Linked DNA regions of Sus scrofa: region 1 is linked to region 2. Evidence: chromatin contacts called from public Hi-C data. All regions are on one chromosome and are shown on one strand. Each heading gives the region's core, a stretch centred on a gene start, on an enhancer-like site or on the middle of the called end of the contact. The rest is flanking DNA. Distances are from core to core; before and after follow the strand shown.

Region 1 (2,700 bases), core at 26-2,525, 54 kb after region 2:
TCTCTTCCATTACAGAGTTATTACAGAATATTGAATATAGTTCTCTGTGCTATACAGTAGGACTTTGTTGGTATCTAGTTTATATATAGTAGTTTGTATCTGCTAATCCCAAACTCCTAACTTATCCCTCTCTGCTCCCTTTCCCATTTGGTAACCATAAGTTTGCTTTCTATGTCTATGAGTCTATTTCTAATTCATAAATAAGTTTGTGCCACATTTTAGATTACACACATAAGTGATATCATATGATGTTTGTCTTTTTCCGATTTACTTCACTTAGTATAATAATCTCTAGGTCTATCTATGTTGCTGCGAATGACAATATTTCATTCTTTTTTATGGCTGAGTGATAGTCCAGTGTGTGTGTGTGTGTGTGTGTGTGTGTGTGTGTGTGTGTGTAGAATAGAATATATAGATTATATATCTTTTTTATCCATTCATTTGTCTATGGACATTTAGGTGCTTCCATATCTTGGCTGTTGTAAATAGTGCTTCAGTGAACATTGGATACATGTATCTTTTCAAATTAGAGTTTTCTCCAGATATATGCCCAGGAGTAGGATTGCTGGATCATATGGCAAGTCAATTTTTAGTTTTTTAAGGACCTTCCATGCTATTTTCCATAGAGGCCGCACCAATTTACATTCTCACCAAGAGTGTAAGAGGATTCCCTCCACACCCTCTCCAGCATTGGTTATTTGTAGACTTTTAGATGATGGCTGTTCTGACCAGTGGGAGGTAATACTTCAATATAGCATTGACGTGCATTTCTCTAATAATTAGCAATGTTGAGCATCTTTTCATGTGACTGCTGGCCCTCTGTATGCTAAATGGAACTCTTTCCAGCCAGATCCCAGAGTGCTTTAGGAATCTCACTGAGGCTTCATGTAGATGATGTGGGGTTGAAGCCTTTTTCCTGATCTAACAAGAATGGTGAACCCAGGAGGTCGGGCGGGAGGTCAGAACTCACTGAGCACCATTGGTACCATGACTTTGGGCTCCGAGTCTGAGATGAAGAGAAGTGTAGCCAGGACATGGGCTGGAGGCGAGATTCTAGTGCCCAAGGGAGAACGTGACAGTCGTCATCTTCTGAACCGGCTTGAGCCCTGCACACAAGCAAGAATTCAATCGTGACCTCCCAGGAACCTTGACCTAAGAGTTTATTTTGCTTTCCTAGGAAAAGATTAGGAAACTTAAATCTGTTTACAGGTAACCATGAGTATCAGATTGCTCCGGGGTCCAAGGTTAGATATATTGGCAAATCCTATCCTAAGTCCTGACTCAGGGAAATCTACATTTAGAATTCAAGCAGATAAAATAGGGCCCTGTGTTTCAAATCCTGATCCCTGGTTCAGGTTGCAATTACAAGGCTGCTTAAATTGCTCTTGCAGAGCCCTGTAAGTAGCTGTCCTTGTGGCTCCTCATACTGACCCCTGCCTGGCCTCACTCCCCACAGGATGGGTCTGCTCCTCCCGCTGGTGCTCTGCGCCCTGGCCGTGGGCTGCGGGGCTACATCTCCACCCCAGCCGCTGCCCCCTACATCCTCGCTTCTCCTCTCCCATGCCTGCAACAGCTCTTATGTGCTGGATGTTGTGAACCTCGTCCTGCAGGAGATCAACAGGAACCAGAAGGACGGCTACGTGCTGAGCCCCAACCGAGTGAGCGATGTCCGCGAACACAGACAGGCAAGTGGCAGTCCCCTCCAGGGCAGGTGTTTGCACAAGCCAGGGAGGCTGCCAAGGGGACAGGAACCCAGAGACACATGTTGGCAGGTACCTTTCAAATCGGAAAACCTGCTGAGTACACACCAAGCTCCTCTGCTAGAGTGCTACATGTTCTTAATGCTATTAGGAACAAGTACTAATCTACTCTGAAACGTACTGTGTCCCACCGTTTCTATTTTCACAGAGTTCCCTGGTTGCCTAGTGGTTAAAGATCTGTCGCTGTCACTGCTGTGGCGCGGGTTCAATCCCTGGCCCAGGAACTTCTGCATGCAATAGGAACAACCAAAAAAAAGAAAAAAAGAAAAAAAGGAAGAAAGATAGAAATCTTCACAAACATTATAGCCTTTGTTTAGCTTTGCCATAAAACAGGGATTTGGGGGGCCAGGCTTTAGGGGTTTCTGCTTCATGTAGGTTGTGCATTTTCTCCTCACCTTCCTACAGGGTGACCTGGGATCTCTGTTCTATCTCACGCTGGACGTGATAGAGTCTAGCTGCCATGTGCTCAGTAAGATGTCATGGAAGGACTGTGGGCTGACGCCATTCCATGAATCGGTAAGTGCTTGTGTCCAGGTGCTTGAGCAGGAAAACTAGGTGACCTCTGTCTTCAGAATGAAGATTGTTCAGCATGTACCATCTTTAAATGTCCCACTTTATAATCTCTTGAGGAGGGTGCCTATGTAGTTATTCCAATTCTATAGACAAAATAGAGTTTCATCAGAGGGATTTCTGAGAGTTCAATTTCTGGTGTCTGGGTCATGAGAAATTGCCCCCAGATGCAAACCACTGCCTTTAGAATGAACAAGCAATGAGGTCCTGCTGTATAGCACAGGGAACTGTATCTAATCACTTGCGATGGAACATGATGGAGGATAATGTGAAAAAAAGAATGTATATGTATGTGTATAATTGAGTCACTTTGCTGTGCAGCAGAAATTGACAGAACATTGTAAATCAACTATAATAATTTTTTTAAAAA
Region 2 (2,700 bases), core at 193-2,692:
TTTGGCCTTATTTTCTTTTGGTTTGAGGTTAATGGAGACAAAGTGATGGGGCTCAATCCAGGCTCTACCACTGTGAGATATGGGCGAGGTGCAGAACCTCTCTGAGGCCCTGTTTCTTCTTCTATAGAGGAGGGAAGATGAGAACAACACCCCTCTTGGGGACTTATGAGGATTAAAGCACAATGCCTTTTACAGAGTAAGGAATCTATATCCTTTGCTCTGATGAAGAGGTTTTCCCAAGGAGGAGCAGTTCCAGCCTCAGAAAGGGCACAGCTCCCCATCCTTCGTTAACCCTAAAATGATTCCCTCTTTTGTGAGGGAATGCGTGGGTGTCAAGGCCACATTAAGTGGTATACAATAGGAAGTCTTCTTCCAAACAAAAGAGAATGGAAGGTTTCCCATGATTTCTTCTGTGATCATGAAAGGCTCCTGCAAGGGTCATTGTGTTCTTGAGGCTGATTTCACACAGAGAACCAACTGCCAAAAGGTTAAAAAAAAATTCTTGAAAGAGTAGAAAGATTTAATGAAGTACAAACTTTTTTTCTATTCTGCATTTAGATTATGTCTCTTTCCCAGGGCTGGGTCTAGGATCCAGCAAGGAACAGGACTAAAACACGTACTTTAAGGAGTGTGACCCTGAGAATGAGCATCTCGTTAAATCTGGCAACTTTGCTCTCTCCCTTGCCCCACCCTACTCCAGGCTTTGCTTTTCCCCGTTTACCCCTCAAATGTGTTTCTTTTCAGAGTTTGGCAGGTCATGGCTATGAGGACAGGATTGGGGAAAAGCCTGCTGTGCTCTTTCTCCACCCAAAGAAAGGAAGTAATCACCTCTGGTCACTTGGGTTTAATAATTTTTACCATGCTTTGCTCAGGTCAACGTCTCTCAACTTTGGGGCCTTAGCACCAAGTACAAAGCGCTCTTCGAAATGCCTTCCAGGGCAGCTGGTGCTCAGTTACCTTCACAAGAAATCTGGTGGGTCCTGGGAGAAGGGTCATTTGCATTCCATTGACCGATGTTTTACAGTGGAGGTAGAAACCCCAATATGTCTCCACAGGACAGGCATCATAATCATTTCATAGAACTTACAGTTCTTGGTTCATCAGATGTTCCTGGACCAGGTGAGTCAAGCTAAGCTCCTTTAGTGCAGATGGTGTTTTCTCATCACTCTGCCTCCAGGCACCTAATATCACTGATAGTACATAGTCAATAAATACCCATAGGAATGAAGAAACACCAGGCTTATCAGAAATCATTATTCAGTTTCTTAGAGCCTAGGCCCTTTAAGTACCAGAAAGGGCAGAGCCAGGAATCTGGCCCAATGATTTAAACACCAACCACTGCTACTTCCTCCCTGCAAAAACCAATGGATCCTCTGGCTTTTGCTGACGTGTTCTTGTTCATGTCCTGTTCTGTGAGAGGCTGAGTTCCTAGCTCTCATTGCCTGACTTGATATTTCACCCCCTTCTAACTCTACCCTTCCCTTCTGAGACCCAGGTCTGCCAGCAGGGCCCCAGCAGAAACAGCCCCCAGCAACTCTGGCCCTCTGCTTGCCATGATCCTTCTTGTCTTGGCTCCTGACTGGCAACTATCAAGGCTGACGTCTGCCTTGGAATAGGTGGAATGCATCGCCGCCCTAGTGGAGAGCCCTTCTGACAAATTCAAAGAACCTGGTACCATCCCCAGCTGCCATCTTGGAACTCCGCCATCAGCTGCCTGGGGCTCCACACAGCAAGCACTGCCTGGCACCCTGCTGCCTTCTTCTGGAGGTTGTTGGTCCTCTTCTTCTTAGATCTGTGGGACTGCTCTTTCCCCCTGCCTCTAACCAGCCCCTGACATCCTCAATACTCTACATCTTAATCATCATCATCATCATCATTTTGACTGCACCCTCAGCATGTGGAATTTTCCAGGCCAGGGATTGAACCCGCACCACAGCAGCGATCCAAACCACTGCAGTGACAGTGCTGGATCCTTAATTCACTGCACCTTAGCGGGAACTCCAAGACTTTTTTATTTTATTTTATTTTATTTTATTTTATTTTATTATGTTGTCTTTTGTCCTTTTTTTAGGGCTGCTCTCATGGCATACGGAGGTTCCCAGGTTAGGGGTCCAGTTGGAGCTATTGCCACCGGCCTACGCCACAGCCACAGCAATGCCAGAGCTGAGCTGCGTCTGCAACCTATACCACAGCTCACGGCTACGCTGGATCCTTAACCCACTGAGAGAGGCCAGGGATCGAACCCACAACTTCATGGTTCCTAGTTGGATTTGTTTCTGCTGCGCCATGACGGGAACTCCTCCAAAACTTGTTTTAATGCAGTAACATGGGCCTCAAAGAAAAATGCACAGATAAGTCATTAAGATAATGACAGGAACTACAGACCAGAAAAAGGAATAAATCCTTATCTTCTATTGGTATGCAAAGAAGTTGGAGCTGAGTGGATGAAATTGACTCAACATCACTCATAGGTATGTGCGTTCAGCGTGAGAAAATCTTTCAAAGTCTGAAAGTGGTGTCATCAGACATGGTGAAATATCCTGAACCTTCCTTGGGCATCCTTTGCTATGGCTTTCTTGGAAAACATACTGAAAGATCATCTTTTTTCTTCATTGTCAGTAAGTAAATGGAAACCTTTCTTTCTCCAACTGAAAAATGAGACTATTTTATTCAGCTTGATACCAAACCTATATTAGTTTG

Evidence for each region. Hi-C and Micro-C count contacts between places; a contact is called where the count stands out from the background.
Region 1: a contact with region 2 is called in a Hi-C map of liver, with 1.6 times the contacts expected there. The contact joins the promoter of FETUB here to the promoter of AHSG in region 2. A contact is called at or near these places in 1 of 5 promoter capture datasets (liver) and 6 of 47 Hi-C or Micro-C datasets (fetal liver, liver and skeletal muscle).

What each region holds. Positions count from the first base shown.
Region 1 is chr13:124,479,181-124,481,880 of Sscrofa11.1, forward strand. It overlaps FETUB (fetuin-B), which reads left to right and starts at 1,276. Exons shown (of 7, transcript XM_003132577.4): 1 at 1,276-1,685; 2 at 2,166-2,276. The coding sequence starts at 1,458.
Region 2 is chr13:124,424,871-124,427,570 of Sscrofa11.1, forward strand. It overlaps AHSG (alpha-2-HS-glycoprotein), which reads left to right and starts at 1,443. Exons shown (of 8, transcript XM_005652369.3): 1 at 1,443-1,767.